Regions from separate parts of the Gossypium hirsutum genome. Here all the other regions are linked to region 3. The links are chromatin contacts, called in public Hi-C maps. All regions are on one chromosome and are shown on one strand. Each heading gives the region's core, a stretch centred on a gene start, on an enhancer-like site or on the middle of the called end of the contact. The rest is flanking DNA. Distances are from core to core; before and after follow the strand shown.

Region 1 (2,979 bases), core at 248-2,747, 170 kb after region 3:
GTTTGATCGACAGAAAGAAGGCTACCCCCCCCCCCGTTTTTTCTTCAAGATCAAGCTTAGAAGCGAAGCCATCCTTCCATCAAAGATCAAGTCTAGAATACTCTTGGATCAAAGCTCTTGTTAGCCTCTTTGCATCAACATAAAGGAGATAAAAACTTATTTTTAAGATAAAGTCTCGATGACCCTTAAAGCAGATTGAACCATCCAAGATCAAGTTTCAAAGACTCTTAATCCAAATTCTGTCCAAAATTGTTTTTTAAATCAAGTCTCAACAAACTTTGAAGTGAACATAATTGATTCAACATCAAGTCTCAAAAGCCCTTGAATTCCATGAAGTCTAATTTTCAACCAAGTATCTCGCCAGACCTAGTTTACGAGTCAAGTCTTGATGACCCTTGAAGCAACTCGCATCAATCTTAGATCAAAGTCTAGACGATCCTTGAATCAAAGTAGAGAAGAATGGAAAAAGTTTTTCTTTGTAATAATTTCTTTTAGATATTATAACTTCTTTTCAATATTTATAAATAAATTTAACTCCAGATTTTCCTAATCAATATTTAACTCGAAATTTATATCATTTTCTATTAATGAAGCTTGGTGAACTAATAAATAATATGAGTTTATTTAATTTAAAAAAAGTAGATTGACTTGTTTTAAACAAAAGATAATAATTTAAGATTTTTTAATATATTAATAAACCTTAAAAAAGAGGTTGAATGGAAGCTTAAATAATTGTGAAAAGAAAATAAAACTTGAATGAATAAAAAGTAAAGTAGAAAAGGCAAATCGTGAGAAGAAAAAATGGGGAGGAAAAGGAAAGGCGGGGTAAGAGTTAAGGATCGGATCGGATCGGATCCGATGATTGTTGATTTCAAGGCAAGGTTAAGGCGATCTCCAAGATTTGATATGCAGTTTTCAAAACTTAAAAGAACAGTCCAAAAGATTAGAAAAAGCTTTGTTGGTCCCCCCCCCCCCACCCCCAGATTTGTTTTCGACTCCCCCAAATCTCTCCCTTCTCTCTCTCTTGTCGTTTTGGCTACCTTTTCAACTCCATTTCTGCGTTTTTAATATTCCCTAAATCCCTTTGATCACCTCTATTTCATGTCCTTATCCTCTCATTCTTCTTTTCAATTCCTAATTTCTATTCCCTAACTAATTCCCTCTTTTCATTCTTACTTCTTTACTCAATTTGGGTATATTCACCCATGTCACTGAATTTTTTAGAGAAGTTAATATATACCAGCTCTATAGCATGTTGTGGGTAAATCATATATTTATACAAGGTATACAGGCATTAAATAAGCGGTTTAAAATAATATTTATTATTTTTAATAATTAAAGGGTAGAAGAAGACATAAAGCTTGAATGGTAGAAGAAGAGGTGATGAAGGCATAAACCAAAGTTGATTAATGGTGAATTAAGAGAATCACAGTAAATCATGGACAGTAGCACGTGTATTTAAATAAATACACAAGAATTTATAGACCAAAAAAGGGAGAACACTAGGTGGGGTGGTACCTGCGAAAAACAAGCAACGAGGAAGTTAGAATTTTTATTTAAATTATTAAAAAGAAAAGGTAATTATTAATTTTGAAAATATAGGATGTTTTTGTTTTTGTTTTTGTTAATAAAAATCTGTGTTCACCCTTCCTAGAAATAGTAAAGATGCTGTTTGTCCAATTCCATCCGTCTTTTCAAAGCCGGTTGAAGAGGGAGAAAAGAAACATATTTTTAAGCTGTTGTTATTTATGCCGCCGGTTCGGGAGATGTGTCGGATTTGACGGCGCCTTCCTCCATTGACCTCCGGTCAGTTTCCCTGCTCGATTCCGACCATTCACTGGCACGTCCCTCAATAATAATTTTTTTTGACCAATTTATCTTATCTGTCACCACGATATTTAAACGAAATAATGGAAAGAGGGAAGTGAAAAGGGACAGGGGCCAGGGGGCAGGGCATCGAAGTGGATTTTCGAATCCCAGCGACTATTAACCCTCTCTCCTTTTGCATTAAAATATTAGATTGCGGGGATTTCTTAGTGTGAGAAAGATTTGATTTGAGAGAGAAATTTTATATTTTAATATCCATTTTTCTTTTAAAAAACATTACACCGTATAAAATGCCAGACCATTGAACCAGGGGTGGAAACCTTGTTTTATTACAGCCCACCTCTTCCTTCTCTCCCTTTTTCCTTTTTTGCATTACAGAAATCTCCCTCTTTCATTCTGTTGTCTCTGAGATGGCCCGGAACGGTGGCGTTGCTTGGATGAGGACGACGGAGAAGATAGACGGCTACGATCTTTCTACTTCTGATACTGAAGAAGTTCATGTTCTTGCCGTTGATGATAGCCTCGTTGATCGGAAAGTCATTGAACGCTTGCTCAGAATTTCCTCTTGTAAAGGTTTGTTCATCCAGATTCCCTTCTTTTTCTTCAACTCTTTTTTTTTAATTAATTAGTTTGGATTTGAATTGAATGGGGGTTTGGTTTTGGATTTGTGCAGTGACGGCAGTGGATAGCGGGAGGAGAGCTTTGCAATACCTGGGATTAGATGAGGAGATTCAAAAGAAAGAAACGAATGGTTTTGATGTGAGTACTAATAATAATTGCAATTTCATCACAAAATTTCCCGGATATTGATTTTTCTGAGCTCATTCGTTAGCCTTTTTTTTATTGTGATTTTCAGGGTCTGAAGGTTGATCTGATTATCACCGATTATTGTATGCCTGGAATGACCGGCTACGAATTGCTCAAAAAAGTGAAGGAATCTTCAGCTTTTAGAGAAATCCCAGTTGTAATCATGTCATCTGAGAACGTTATAGCTCGAATCGACAGGTATTGTTTTTTTAAGCAACTTTTATGGCCTTGAATCATTGAAAAAAGTTGGGTTCAAAAAAATAATAATGGATCTTGAAATTGTTGATAAACAGATGCTTAGAGGAAGGAGCAGAGGATTTTATAGTGAAACCAGTGAAATTGTCA
Region 2 (3,040 bases), core at 278-2,777, 210 kb after region 3:
GTTGATGACAATTGTTATTATAAATGGAAAGTTGTTATAGATAGTAAAAGTAAAATATAAAAAATTGGTCCTACAACGAACTTAATTATTATAGTGAAATGTTGTTATAAAAGTTAATTATTATAGAGATGATTGATTGTATTAACGAATTTGAATATCTTTTAAATATATTTTTAACCTAAAATTATTATTTTTTACTTCACAAATTCATGTTTAAAATCAACTTTTTAACTTCTTAAAGCATTTTTAGCTACAATGCTAAGGTTTGAAAAATAAAATATGTATATATTTTTTTGGACAAATAATATTTATTTTATACTTATAATTAAAATCATAATAAATTATCATTATCTATAAATTCAAGTGGAGTCCTACTCAATATTAGGACATTAAGTACTTGCATCATATGCAAATTATACGTGAGTTTTCTTCAAATTTATTATAATTTAAATCTCACTTTTTGAGACTATTTTAATTTGACTTTAGATGAAGTTTAATATTTAATTCGATTATGTTTTTGTAATGCTTGTTTTTTTTATTATAATTTATTTGAAATAATATGATATGTTCTTATTTAAATTTTGATCTTTGAGGAAGTTAAAGAATGTTGATAAATAAGATATATCTATCTATATCATATTAAAACTCATAAATCAATTTGACAAAAACTCAATTGAAAAATCAAAATAAATTATATTATTATAAGAATAGTTGTTGTCTTTATATAAAATCAAATAAAATTCACATATAAATTTTATCATTTTAATCAAAATTTCATTTTTTATATAAACTTTTAATAATATATTTATTACATAAAATTTTCCACCATAGCCTAATATTTTATTAAAAACTAAAGAAAAATTCTAATATATGTAAAAAAATATTAGCATAATAATAATTTTAGCCCTTAAAGTTTATATATTTCATTAATTTGTTCTTTATTATTTTTTTGAGTTAAATTTAGCATTTAATCTTTTAAAAAGAGTTAAATTGCTCATAATTGAGGATTTGGGTGCCTCACAAAAGTCAAATTGCTTTTGTTTTAGTGAAAATATGGACTAAAACATTAATTTTTTTAACAATGTTGGTGTGGCAACCAGCGTGGCAGTTAATGTGTAATTTTTACGGATATGTCATTATTTGTTTTATATGTCATGCTAACAAATAATTTAAAAATTATAAAAAATATTCAAAAAAATTAAAAATATAAAAAATGTATAAAAAGTTCATAAAAATAAAAAAATAGCCTGAAGTACACGTAAATTACCATGCTTAAAAATTTAACGTTTTAATTTGTATTTCCATTAAATATACAACAACTCGACTCTTTTTGAATGCTTGATGTTCAAATTTAAAAATTTTTAACAAGTCAAGAGTCAAATTTAATTAAAAAAGAGCCAAATTGATAAAATATATAAATATTAAGAACTAAATTTAATATTATAAAAAAATAATTAAAAAAATTGATAAATTCAATATAGTTGGTCAAAATACATTAATAGTATAGATACGTATTGGTACCAATATACCACTACAAATACGGTATCGAAGTTTTTCAGCCTCTCCTATTAAACAAGCGGAATAGCTGATCGCTCACTCTCAAAAAAGCTCCACTTTTCAAACCCTAGCCTGTATCTGGGAGCCCTTTCCAATGGCTTCGCGTCGACTCCTCTCTTCTCTCCTCCGCTCCACTTCTCGCCGATCTCTCTCCAAATCTCCCAGCCCTACCCCTCGCCTCCCTTCCCCTTCCCCCACGCGCCGCCCTTTTCCTTGCCCTTACTTTCTCTCACGCGATGCTGAGTACTCTACATCTGCGGCTGCTGCCGCTTCTGCTCCATCGCAGCCTCCTCCCGCTAAGAAGGGCGGAAAAGGTAAGATCACTGATGAGTTCACTGGTGCTGGAGCCATCGGTCAGGTTTGTCAAGTGATCGGTGCCGTCGTCGATGTTAGATTCGATGAAGGTTTGCCTCCGATTTTGACGGCGCTTGAAGTGATGGACCACTCGATCCGGCTTGTGCTGGAAGTGGCTCAGCACTTGGGTGAAAACATGGTTAGGACCATTGCTATGGATGGAACGGAGGGACTGGTCCGAGGGCAGCCGGTTCTCAACACTGGATCTCCTATCACTGTAAAGTTTTTATTCTTATTGTTTTCATTTTTATAGGAGCTGATAATCTTTTTGAAGATTTCTTGTGTTTTGGTATTTTTGGAATTAAGGGGAACATCTTATTCGTTTTATTATGGATCTGAATTACATTTTATCGGAATCTGATCTGGAATAAGTGAGAAATTTCTTATTCAAATATGTCTCTTTCTAGAGTTCAGTGAATTTTCTTTCGGACCTATTGGGCGTCTAATTAGAACTCATTACTTATTTATCTGTTGGTCAACTACATACTGCTGATATTGCCCTTTGAATTGATAATAGTAATAAATAAAAGCTTTCTTTTTTGTGTTACCCATGACTCGGGCGTTTTGATCAGGATCTTAACGTTTCTCCCTTGTTTATAGAGCTTAACAATTTTCTCTCTTGGCCTTTTGGTTTTCTTCTTTTCATCTAGTCATTGTTCTTTTATGGGCTTTTTTTAACCTTTAGAAGTTGTCTAGCGATAACACTTTTTTTAATTTCATGAACCTCTTAATCATGTTTGTTCTTGTTAGGTGCCTGTTGGTAGAGCTACTCTTGGTCGTATCATAAATGTCATTGGAGAGCCTATTGACGAGAAAGGCGAACTCAGTAAGAGACTTTCCAACTTTGTAATTTTTTGAAATGTTTACTTTATAGTGTAGAGGCGACAAAGTCTAACTGAGTTAATGCTTGACAGAAACCGACCACTTCTTGCCCATTCACAGAGAAGCACCAGCCTTTGTCGAACAAGCTACTGAACAACAGATCCTTGTCACTGGTATTAAGGTACTATTTATTGCTTGCGATTATGTATGCCTTTGATGCTGTGCTGTTTGTTTTCCCTTTGTGTGGAAAGATGCAATGCTGTTCCAGGATGAACTTGTATTCGCATATCGTGTTGTTTGAATCCAG
Region 3 (2,870 bases), core at 52-2,551:
GAACATGTTCATTTAAATGTTTGTGAACATATTCGATTAAGTTAAATGAACATGTTCGTGGATATTAAACAAACGAACATGAACTCACATGAATTTAAATAAATGAACACGAACAAAAAATTTGAAATTCTTAACTAACACAAATTGAATACGAACAAACTTAAAAATAAACAAATGAACATGAACAGAGGTTTGTTCGTTCAAACTTAGTTCATTTACAGCCTTACCAATAGCAACTATACTTGAAGATTAGATTGGTTTGGATCAAACAATTATATAATTATAGGTATAATCACAATTATAAATATAAATTATACACATTCAAATAATTATGGGGGAGGGATTCACTTATACAGTGTAAGACTTAAGTTATTTTACACCATTGATAACTTTTTATGCTATTAATATTTTAACGATTCAATAGTTGAATTTGTTAAAATATTTGTACTTATCATGCATGCAAAATTTTTAATCGATTCGGTATCTCTATCATATTAATCTAAAATATTGTTTATATTAATATATATTTGATGGCTGAAAGTCTTTTTTTTTTATTTAGAATTTTTTAATTTATATCAAACTTGACATGCATGATTTATATAACTAGAGCATGAAATATAACGGTCTAATTGTTAAAATATTAATCATAAAAAAATTATGAAAAAATAGAAAACCACATAAATTTTAGTCCGAATTATGATAAAATTAATAACCAATTTTCTTTTAAATATCACATTTTAAGGTAAAGTTTGTATCATTTTTCATAAGGTATTTAAACACCAAAGTGTCATAAAATAATAATCTTTGATTTGCATTAATCAAACAAAAAAGGTCCTACCGGGAGTCGAACCCAGGTCGCTGGATTCAAAGTCCAGAGTGCTAACCACTACACCATAGAACCGGCGATGCTAAAGAAATATAAATTACAATTTAGAACCAAACTAGAGGAAACAAAAAGATTTTCAGTGGGAATAAGAATACTCGGCAAGTTAGTGATCGGATTATTCTAAATCATGCAACAAGATCATTATTCAGTATTTGGAATTGAGAGAACTAGATTCGGTAATTTATGTATTTATATATTTTTTAATAAACTAATAATTTGGGCTATAAAAACTTCAACATCTTATGCTTTTACCTTTAATTATATTTGTAGATTATAATTAAAATATAAAATTAAACAATTTCCATGTTTTTTCAAAATCCCGCTCCAACGGGGAATGCAAATTATGCGCAATGCGCACCCACGTGCGCCTCGATCCCTTGACACGTGCCAATGCAAGCAGATATGCGCTTGCAGACTGCAGTGCGCAGTGTGCAATCTCCATTCTGCAATGGTACTGTTCAGATAAACGCATAGCCATCGATTTTTGGTTTTTGAAAATATTTATAAACCAATGACGATATAGGTTGTCTCAAATTTAAATTTTAAAAATGAATATATTAAAATATTAACATTACACCTAATTAATTTCCCCTCCAATTTTCCTCCTCTTTCTTTCTCTTCTCTCTCTCAAACCTCCAGCTTGGAAGTCCCATGGAGTTTCCTCTTTCTATCTTCTCTTCTCTATGCACCTGAATCTTTCCTTTTTCGCTTCTTAACCCCCTAAAAAAGTCTCCTACTTTGTTGAAATGTGGTGGAGACATAAGGGAGTTAATTTCCATTCCGTTTTTGGAATTTAGTTGAAGGTTTTGGATTTCTAGGGTTTCTTACCTTAACATAGAACAGTATTCCGGTTCAGTTTTTTGTTTGGTGGTGTTTATAGAAAAATGCCGCCACATCGATCCAAGTCCGAGAAAAACGATGGCATTGCGAAGCATCTTCGTCGAGATCCTTATGAGGTGCTTGGGGTATTGAGAAACTCGACGGATCAGGAAATTAAGAGCGCGTACAGAAAAATGGCCCTCAAGTATGTTTAGTTTTTCTTACCTTTTTTTTTAATTTTTTTTAAATTGTAAATTTTCGGTCTTTTTCCTTTATAAGTTTAAAGTTGTTCAAATGTTCGAATTCTTGGTATTTTTGTTAAGAGTTTTTAGTGATTACTTCAGGGTACATCAGAGTACACTAGTTTGAGGATATTGATAACCATGGTTAATTATAAAGGTAAATTCACTTGCGTACATGGAGTATACCAAGTATTTAGGACCTGAATTGGGATGGCATTTTCGAACCATAACTGGAGATTTATGAGTGATTGGGGTTTGGTGTGATGGTTTGCCTTCCCAATGATAGTGTGTAGGACAGTCATTTATCAACATATAGCAATAGCTGTGGAGAACTTGGCCAAGCTTCAGATTTTTAGTGTTGGTATTTGCCAGTTAGACAACAGATTTTGCTTAGATCAGGTGTCCCATACCATGCTTGTGCAGGGATAGGCATTTGAAGCAGAATAACGCTGGCCTTTAGTGACTGGTTGGATATCTGGAATACTTGTCAAACAACAGATAAAACCATAACTAAAGTAACCAAATGATTGTTTCCAACATGTGTCCAAAGAATGGTTTATTTGCCCTGATGATGCTCCTTTCCAGCAAGCAGCTATGACAAATGAAATATGTGATTTGGGACATGCAATGTATGGCATGGACTACTTTTCAGATAGGTTCACGTTGGACATCTCTTGACATTAAGCATATAAAGTTCTGGTTATACACCCAAAAAACTTGCTGTATTCAGGCGGCTGAGCTATAAATGCTAATCTTGGCTGTTTCAGGTACCATCCTGATAAGAATGGAAATGATCCTGTTGCAGCTGATATGTTCAAGGAGGTTACATTTTCTTATAATATATTGTCTGATCCGGATAAAAGACGCCAGTATGACACTGCTGGTTTTGAGGTAAGCTATACATGCATCTACTTTCTGAAGCA

Evidence for each region. A called contact is a pair of places that touch in the nucleus more often than the background predicts.
Region 1: a contact with region 3 is called in a Hi-C map of leaf, with 1.9 times the contacts expected there. The contact joins the promoter of LOC121215915 here to the promoter of LOC107899620 in region 3. A contact is called at or near these places in 6 of 34 Hi-C or Micro-C datasets (all in leaf).
Region 2: a contact with region 3 is called in a Hi-C map of leaf, with 1.9 times the contacts expected there. The contact joins the promoter of LOC107899005 here to the promoter of LOC107899620 in region 3. A contact is called at or near these places in 4 of 34 Hi-C or Micro-C datasets (callus, leaf and petal).

The regions. Positions count from the first base shown.
Region 1 is chrD04:50,589,396-50,592,374 of Gossypium_hirsutum_v2.1, forward strand. It overlaps LOC121215915 (two-component response regulator ARR5), which reads left to right and starts at 1,498. Exons shown (of 5, transcript XM_041090786.1): 1 at 1,498-1,577; 2 at 1,655-2,400; 3 at 2,501-2,586; 4 at 2,684-2,832; 5 at 2,928-2,979. The coding sequence starts at 2,238.
Region 2 is chrD04:50,630,400-50,633,439 of Gossypium_hirsutum_v2.1, forward strand. LOC107899005 (ATP synthase subunit beta, mitochondrial) reads left to right here and starts at 1,528. Exons shown (of 9, transcript XM_016824592.2): 1 at 1,528-2,128; 2 at 2,662-2,737; 3 at 2,826-2,914. The coding sequence starts at 1,652.
Region 3 is chrD04:50,421,993-50,424,862 of Gossypium_hirsutum_v2.1, forward strand. It overlaps LOC107899620 (chaperone protein dnaJ 16), which reads left to right and starts at 1,302. Exons shown (of 12, transcript XM_016825387.2): 1 at 1,302-1,910; 2 at 2,715-2,838. The coding sequence starts at 1,771. TRNAQ-UUG (transfer RNA glutamine (anticodon UUG)) reads right to left here and starts at 901; the gene lies at 830-901.